Linked DNA regions of Sus scrofa: region 2 is linked to region 1. Evidence: chromatin contacts called from public promoter capture Hi-C data. All regions are on one chromosome and are shown on one strand. The core of a region is the stretch at or near the end of the contact, and the rest is flanking DNA. Distances in the headings are between cores, read along the strand shown. Region 1 holds the start of PKD1 (polycystin 1, transient receptor potential channel interacting). Region 2 holds the start of HAGH (hydroxyacylglutathione hydrolase, mitochondrial).

Region 1 (4,566 bases), core at 1,484-3,983:
ACCTTCCCAAGCCAGGGATTGGATCAGAGCCACAGCTGCAACCTGAGCTACAGCTTTGGCAGCCCTGGGTCCTTAACCCACTCTGTTACAGTGGGAACTCCCCATTGTTTCCTTTTGTAATTCTTTCCTGGGCTGACCAGATTTTCTTGTTTCTTCCCTCCAAACTCTAATTTTCCCCTGTATTTTATGTTAATAGTTTAATTATTTTTATTAAAAATTTTTAATTATCGTTACTAATAAAAGCCTTTAAATTTATGTTTTAAAGGAATGAAATACCGGCATTTTTAACAACATGGATGGATCTAGAAATTATCATGCGAAGTGAAGTCAGCCATGCAATGAGACACCAACATCCAATGCTTTCACTGACATGTGGAATCTGAAAAAAGGACAGACTGAACTTCTTGGCAGAACAGATGCTGACTCACAGACATTGAAAAACTTATGATCTCCAGAGGAGACAGTTTGGGGGGTGGGGGGATGTGCTTGGGGTGTGGGATGGAAATCCGGTGAAATCGGATTGTTATGATCATTATACAACTAGAGATGTGTAAATTTGAGTAATAAAAAATAAAAACATAAATTAATATTTTATCAAGAATTAGGAATGCCCTGGTGGCTAGGTGGGTTAAGGATCTGGCATGGTCACTGCTGAGGCTCAGGTTGCTGCTGTCGTGCTGGTTCCATCCCCGGCCTGGGAATTCCCACACGCCGTGGGTGTGCCTGAAAAAGAGAGAATTAAACATTTCTCCAGCATCCCCCTCCCTGCATCAAACAGGATCTTTGCCACATTTTATTTCCTCTGACTCACCGTGGGAATTGTTGAAATAGCCCAGAATTTCATTTCTAGATATGTTATTTTCTTCTTCTTTTAAAATTTTTATTATTTTTTGCCCATCTCCAAAGCATGTGGAAGTTCCCGGGCCAGGAATCAAATGCCCACCACAGCAGCGATTAGAGCCACAGCAGTGACAATGCTGGATCCTTAACCCATTGAGCAAGGCCAGGGATCGAACTTGCATTCTGATGGATACCAGTCAGATTCATTACCCCTGAGCCACGACAGAAACTCCTAAGCACATCTTTTCTAGGGATTCCCTCATGGCTCAGAGGGTTAAGGATCTGGTGTAGTCACTGCTGTGGCTCTGGTTACAGCTGTGGCACAGGTCTGATCCATGGTCCAGGAACTTCTGCATGCCACACGAGAGGCAAAAAAAAATAAATAAATAAATAAAAATAAAAAATCTTTTCTATTTCAGAAATCCCTTCTAAAACAATTGCATTTATCAACCATACCTCAATAAAACTTTAAAAAATGAAAAAAGGGGAATTCCTGTGTGGCTCAGTGGTGATGAATCCAACCAGTATCCATGAGGATGCAGGTTTGATCCCTAGCCTTGCTCAGTGAGTTAAGGATCAGGCATTGCCGTGAGCTGTTGTGTAGGCTGGCAGCTGCAGCTCTAATTCAACCCCCAGCCTGGGAACTTCTATATGCTGCACGTGTGGCCCTCAAAAGAAAAAACAAAAGGAAAAAACTTGCATTTTAGTTGATTAATCTGTTTTGCTCATTTGGCATCACTGTTTATTATGGGTCCATCTTCACTCATCTTGAGACCTTGGATCTCATCAGTTTATTATCTGGAATTAAAAGCTTGGGTTTGCCCCTTCCTTACCTGTTGTGTGATCTGTCAAATTTCATTTTTTCCCTTTTTTTTTTTTTTGTCTTTTTAAAGTCACATCTGGGGCCTATGGAGATTCCCACGCTAGGGGTCAAATCAGAGCTGCAGCTGTCGGCCTCCACCACAGCTCACAGCAACGCTAGATCCTTAACCCAATGAGTGAGGCCAGGGGTCGAACCCAGGTCCTCATGGATAATAGTCAGATTTGTTTCTGCTGAGCCACAGTGGGAACTCCCAAACCTTCCCCCCCCCCGCTTAATAAACGGATTTCTATAATATGTGGTTCTTTATGTCTGGCATCTAGGATGTTTTCAGAGTTCGTCCATGTTATTCAGCTTGAATTCTTAGCACCACGTGCGTTAGTTCCCTAATTACATCCTGGGCGCAAAAGCTCCCTGGGCAGAGCCGCAGCACTGAGGAACTTGCGCCATGGAAAGAGGGGGCAAACTGCCCTGGTGGTGGGAGGTCCCAAGCACCCAGGTGCGCAGAACTCAGCTTCTTGCCCAGGGGCTGGCGAATGGCCGGCCGAACGCTGCCCTTCACCTGCCCAGGTGAGGCCCACCTTGTGCTTCACCTCCGTGCCAGGGAGAACCAGCTGTCATACTTCGCCGACGTTCTGGCAATTCCCTGAGAGGGCGCGATGCGCATTTATTGAGTGCCTACTGTGTGCCAGGAGCTCGGCAATCCGAGGTGGTGGAGAGGGACATAGGCGCTGGGAGTGGATGAGCGCTCGTAGAGGGCACTGGAGGTTCCGGCTGGTGTTTTCAGTGTTGTGACTGCTTGGGCTCTGAGGTCTGGGAGGCGCGGACGCCGCGGGCGGAGGGGAAGGGCACCGAGCGAGGGCCCTCGCTGTCGAGCCTGCAGCTGGATGCGAAGGGCGGAGCTCCTGATGCCCCGCCCCGGCCGCGCGGATGGCCCCTTCGCAGAGCGAAGGGCGGACCCTCCTGATGCCCCGCCCCGGCCGCGCCCGGCTCTGCCGCACGGGGGGCGGGGCCTAAGAGCGTCCCGCCCCCCGCGCCGCGCCGGGAGAAGGAGGAGCCGGCCGCCAGCCCGCACTGCAGCGCCAGCGCGCTAGCGGGCCGCGGAGGACTCGGAGCCGGGACGGAGAACCGAGCAGGCGTCGCGCAGGCAGACAGGCCGCAGCTGCTGCCGTATCCCGCCCCGCGCCCAGCCATGCCTTGCGCGGGCTGCGCCTGAGCCGCGGTCGCCGGGGCCAGGCGGGCTCGGGGCCTCGGGACCGGTCCGGGGCCATGCTTGCGCTGTCCTGACGATGCCGCCCGCCGCGCCCGCCCGCCTGGCGCTCGCCCTGGGCCTGGGCCTGTGGCTCGGGGCGCTGGCGGGGGTCCCCGGGCGCGGCTGCGGACCGTGCGCCCCTCCCTGCCTCTGCGGCCCGGCGCCCGGCGCCGCCTGCCGCGTCAACTGCTCTGGCCTCGGACTGCGGACCCTCGGGCCCGCGCTGCGCATCCCCGCGGACGCCACCGCGCTGTGAGTAACCCGCCGCCCTGCGACGCTGGTGAGGCGGTTGCCATGGCGCCCGGCTTGCGCTAGGACTCGCGGCCGCCGGGGCCTGCCGGGGCTCGGGGCGCCTTCACCCTCCCGGGAGAGGCCGCACGGGCAGGCCGCCGGCCTGGCGGGCCTCGCAGGGCGTGGGCGCGTCCCCAGCCTGCAGAAGGGGAAACGGAGTGCGGGCCAGGCCTCTCCCAGGGCGAGGCTCCAGCGCAGTGAGGTCGGCCCGACTAAATAAGGAAAACCTGGGACCGCAGCCGGCTCTCAGCCCGCCTGGCCTCAGCCAGAGGGAAACAGAAACATCCCAGATTCTGTGCGGGCGGAGACTTCTCACTCGGTGGGACTCCGCTAATGCGAACTGACTGAGGGCCTTTGGCATCGTGTGGGCGCAGGGCGGGAAGGTCCCGGCAAGGGACCACGAGCACTTCAACGCTGCTCAGAGCCTAATAGGATGCAGCTTGGCTTGGAGGGATACCCAGCACTTGGGAGCCCTGGAGAAGGACGCTAGGAGATGGAGAAGTCTGTGTGGACGGCAGGGAAGGCTCTCCGGAAGAGGTGGACAAGGGTTCGATGGATGTTTGAGAATTGGTTTGATACTTAAGGAAACTGGGTTTAGGTGACGGGAGGAGGGAACCATGTGTGCAAAGGCCTGGAGGGGTGTAAAATGCTGACACACCATTAGCAGACTTGCATTTTGGAAGAAATAATAACAGGAAGTCTTTATGGAGAGCTTGTCTCCAGCCCTGGCCTGTGCCAAACTCTTTTGAACCATCAGCTTTTTTTTTTTTTTTTTTTTTTTTTTTGGTCTTTTTAGGGCCGCACCCGCGACATATGGAAGTTCCCAGGCTAGGGGTGGAATCAGAACTGTAGCTGCTGGCCTACACCACTGCCACAGCAATGCCAGATCTGAGCCTCATCTGGGACCTACAACCACAGCTCACGGCAACTCGGGATCCTTAACCCACTGAGCGAGACCAGGGATTGAACCCCTGTCCTCGTGGATACGAATGAGATTCGTTAACCACTGAACCACAAGGGGAACTCCTGTGAACCGTCATGCTTAACCCTCTGGAGGTACAGCAAAGATGCCCCTTTTGCAGGGGAAAAAACAGGCCAGAGGTGATGGCGATATGATTTGCACAAGCACAAGTAACAGCCAGTACATGGCAGAGGCAGCATTTGACTGTTAGGAGCTCAGGGTTGGCTTGCAAAGGGTGCAGGTGACTGAGATTTGCAGACATTTGTCCCCAGAGATGGGGACTGGCTCAGGACCTGCTGGTCCACATCCTTGTGGCCTTTTTTTTTTTTTTTTTTTTTTTTGCTTTTTCAGGGCTGCTTGTGTGGCATATGGAAGTTCCCCAGCTGGGGGTCACGTTGGAGC
Region 2 (4,566 bases), core at 1,528-4,027, 290 kb after region 1:
CTTTTTTTTTGTTTGTTTGTTTTTTGTTGTTGTTGTTGTTGTTGCTCTTTCTTGGGCCGCTCCCGCGGCATATGGAGGTTCCCAGGCTAGGGGTTGAATCGGAGCTGCAGCCACCGGCCTACGCCAGAGCCACAGCAACGCAGAATCCAAGCGGCGTCTGCAACCTACACCACAGCTCACGGCAACGCCGGATCGTTAACCCACTGAGCAAGGGCAGGGACCGAACCCGCAACCTCATGGTTTCTAGTCGGATTAGTTAACCACTGCGCCACGACGGGAACTCCCTGGCCACATTCTTAATCATTTCTTTGGGATAAGTTTCTAGATATTTAATTGCTGCAATAATGTCACATTATTGAATTTTTTTAATGTGACAGAATTTGTAATAACCACTTTATTTATAGCATCTGATTTATATCAGCACTGCTATTTTGCCCCTTTTATAGATGGGACATGAAGGCCAAGCTAGAGGAGGCAGATCTGGCTGAGTGGACAGGCTCTGTGCTGCAGTCTCAAACCCCATCTGCTCTTCCCAGGATGGGCTCCAGCTCTGAGCTGCCCCACATCTGTGGTTCCCCCTTGGTAAACAGGCACAATCACCCCAACTCCTTTTGGCACTGTGAGCACGAAATAAGGTAGTATTTGCAAAGTGCTTGGAGTCATGCGCTTAGTACAGGATCGTGAGTATCAGTGATTGTCGGTGTCGAGCTAGAGCAGTTTCATTGGCACTCGTGTTTGGCAGTGTATTTGTTTATGAATTCTATTCTGCTTTTATAGTTTGAATTTTTTTCTAGTATTATTTTACTTAAATTACTTTACTCCCTCCCTTTAAAATGTATGAAGGTTTTAGCAAATGAGTTAATTGTATTGAAAGAAAATACAAAGCTCTCCTGAAACCACTGTGGCTCAGCAGGGTAAGAACCTGACATAGTGTCTGTGAGGATGTGAGTTTGAACCCTGGCCTTGCTCAGTGGGTTAAGGATCTGGCTTTGCCACAAGCTGCGGCATAGGTCACAGATGTGCCACTGATCTGGTGTTTCTGTGGCTCTGGCATAGGTCGGCAGCTGCAGCTCCAATTCGGCCCCTATCCTGGGAACTTACATATGCTGCAGATGTGGCCCTAAAAAAGAAAGAAGGAGGAGTTCCTGTCGTGGCGCTCGGAAATGAATCTGACTAGGAACCATGAGGTTGCAGGTTCAATCCCTGGCCTCACTCAGTGGGTTAAGGATCTGGCGTTGCCGTGAGCTGTGGTGTAGGTCGCAGACGCGGCTCAGATCTGGTGTTGCTGTGGCTCTGGTGTAGGCCGATAGCTACAGCTCCGATTAGACCCCTAGCTGGGAACCTCCATATGCTGCAGGTGGGCCCTAAAAAGACAAAAAGACAAAAAAATTTAAAAAAATTTTTTAAAAGAAAGAAAGAAAAAAAACCCAAAAAGCAAAAAACAGCTTCCCTGAAACTGGATACCATACCAACATTTACACCAAAAATGTGCCCAGTAGCCTTATTAAAAAGAAATTGTGTATGAACACATGAAAAGATGTCAGCTTCACTACTAATCAAAGAAACTCAAGTTCAAAAGGTGCTAGGTGCAGTACCCAGTGCTGGCCAGGGTTTGGAGCACAGAGGTATGCTTAAACACTCTTGTCAAACAGAGGCTAGGATATCCTTTCCCTGGCAATTTGGGAAAAAGTATCAAAATGTAAAGTGCAAACTATTTAATTTATTTCGCTTCTAAGGGGTCCAGGAGGAAATAAACAAGAGCCAAGTGCTGTATAAGCAGGATGTTCCTCGCAACACTGTTTCTAGTAGCAAAGCATTTGAAACTTTGCAACTACAGGCCGGTGTTGGGGGAATGTTGCCAGAATGTGGGGCTCAGTTCCCCTTACTCGCCAGGAGCACCTATTCTGCAGCATCTCTGAGGGCTGGAGAGTTCCCCAAGGAAGTTAGAGGAGGGATGGGGGAGCAGACTCTGGCAGTGACATCCCCTTGGTCACCTCCAGTTCCGAGACTCTGTTCTTCCTCTGCTCTTCCTGTCTCCTGAGAGGTCCTAAAAGTCACCAGAACAAGTATCCCCACTTTAGGCTCTGCTTCTAAGACTCAGTCATTAAAAGGGATCCTTGGAGTTCCTGCGGTGGCTTGGTGGTAGCAGACCTGACTAGTATCCACGAGGATGTGTGTTCATTCCCTGGCCTTGCTCAGTGGTTTAAGGATCCGACCTTGACATGAGCTGTGGTGTAGGTTGCAGATGCATCTTGGATCCCTAGCTGCTGTGGCTGTGGTGCAGACTGGCAGCTGCAGCTCCAGTTGGGCCCCCAGCCTGGGAACCTCCATATGCCAGAGGTAGAGCCCTAAAAAGCAAAAGCAAAAAAAAGTGATCATGAAAATATTCACTGAACTGAGAAGATATTCACAGGATATGAAGTGGATGGAGAATACTCATTTTTATATAAGCCTAATGAACCTTTTTTTTTAAGTCCAGAAGAACAGATATCAATTATATACTCTATATGAACTAATATATTATGGATCTTTAAAGATGTGGTAAGAGTATTGTGGCTATAATAGGAGAGGCCCTTATTTTTGGGAGATTCACGCTGAAAGGTAGAGTGACTCACTGCAACTCTCATTTTCAGTTTTCCAAAACGTGTGTGTGTGTACGTACACACAAGGCAGCAGGGTGGGGGAGGGAAAGTGAGCCAAGTGCATGCCAACAGCTGTTGAATCTAGAGCAGGGAATGTGGAGTGTGCTGTTAGTCTTTCAATTTTATAATAGGTTTAAATTTATTCCAAAGTAGAAGTTGGGGGAAATGTACTTTCTGGGTAATAAGATTACTGCAATTTCGGTAACATCAGGAATTGTGAGTTGTCTCTGAGTTTTTGATTCTTGTAGTCAAGTAACTTGTGTGCTGTATCTGTAATGCCGATGCTGTCTGCGACAAAGCTTGTGCCACCACTGGGTCAACACTAACCTCTGGGGGCACTGTACATTCTCTGGGTACTGGCTTGTCCACCCAAGGGGGCCACATGCGACTCCTGTTCCTGGTGTGTACACTTAGTTTGCTTTCAGATCTGTCAGCCTGGTAGACTTGGCTCAGCTGGACCTTGGTTCTGCTAGTTTTACTAATAAACTCTCCGTATGAGCACACCCTTGATTCAGCTCTTCCATTTACGGGGACCTGGCCCAAAAGAATTACTGCTGGCAAACAACTACAACGATCTCAAAGGCCGAAAATGGAGGACTGACTGCAGAGTCTTGGGCAATCACTGAAAACAGTGTGGCAGGAATCTGCCGAAATACATGGAGACAGTCACGATACACAGTGAGAAAAGGCTAGGAAAGTGTGTGGTATGAATAACTTCTATTTAAAAGATCACAATTACATGCATAGATTTGGAAGAATGTACACCAAATGCTTAGCTTTGTCTCTGGGTGTATGAAATTTGGGGTGTTCTTTTTTTTGGCTTATGCATATTTTCTGACTTCTATCATAAACAGGTATTGCTTAAGCATTTTTAAAAAGAAGTGTTATTACAAGATAAAAGGAGTTATAATAGCATGACATTTTATAAACAAATCCAATTATAACACTTCTTCATAATAAACTACGTATGTGGGGGTTTCATAATAACTAAATGTTTGAAGTTTTAAAATACATATACTTAAAAGATGCAGCCTGCACTGTGGCCAAGACTTCAGGTTTTGGTCTTGGGCTAGCTGGGTGACATCTTGGCTTTGCTACTCAGCTTGAGTGACTGTAGAGCCAGGCTAGCTATGTCTCCATCTGTGTAACAGGAATGGGAATGATAACACCAACCTAAGAGCTTTGATGAGGATTAAATAACACACAGAAAGCTCCTGGCACAGTGCCTCATAGTACTAAGTGCTCAGTGAATGTTAGGAGCCAGCAGGTGGCTTCCGCTCACTCCGATAGCTGTGCTGTGCATCTCACCCAGCTTTTCGTCAGAGAAGAGAGCAAGTGAGAGCCAGAGCACTCCCAGGCCACCCAAATTCCCTGAAGCCTCCTTATCATTGGGTGGGAGGTACACCTGCTGATGATTAACTCTGTTAATAGAGCACAGTGCTCATGAGGTGCCAGGTCAAAGACCAAGGTCTGAGGCCCCTTGGCGAGGAACTGTCCCTTCTAACCACTACTGGGGGGAAAACAATACTTTTAGGCCACATAAAAGACAGCATATTTATTTGAGAAACAATAGTTTCAAAGTTTTCTCTCCAAATCAGAATCTATGGGCCAGAATAAGTAAAGGAGTGAGGTCATCATTAATTACTCCCTAAGTAACACTTTTAATTGTGTGGAGCAGTGGTTTTCCATGATAAGAATCACTTGGAGTGCTGGATATCAATTCCATTAATTCATACATTGGGCCTGGGATGGGCCAGTAACTTGGAAATTTTTATTTTTACAAATATCTCCGGATAATTTTCATGATTAAGCAAATTTGGGAAGCACCGATGAATCGTGCTAATCCACTTCCTTTGCAGATTTTAGTCTCCAAAACCCAGTCCCAGAGTGATCCACTGAACCAATCCAGATTTAGCAAAGGAAA

Evidence for each region. Promoter capture Hi-C pulls out the DNA fragments that hold promoters and counts their contacts.
Region 2: a contact with region 1 is called in a promoter capture Hi-C map of liver, with 2.4 times the contacts expected there. The contact joins the promoter of HAGH here to the promoter of PKD1 in region 1. A contact is called at or near these places in 1 of 5 promoter capture datasets (liver) and 1 of 47 Hi-C or Micro-C datasets (liver).

What each region holds. Positions count from the first base shown.
Region 1 is chr3:39,846,876-39,851,441 of Sscrofa11.1, forward strand. It overlaps PKD1 (polycystin 1, transient receptor potential channel interacting), which reads left to right and starts at 2,734. Exons shown (of 46, transcript NM_001246202.1): 1 at 2,734-3,164. The coding sequence starts at 2,950. LOC106504252 (a long non-coding RNA gene) reads left to right here. Exons shown (of 7, transcript XR_001303294.2): 7 at 266-325.
Region 2 is chr3:40,136,322-40,140,887 of Sscrofa11.1, forward strand. It overlaps HAGH (hydroxyacylglutathione hydrolase, mitochondrial), which reads left to right and starts at 2,778. Exons shown (of 9, transcript XM_021086827.1): 1 at 2,778-4,566.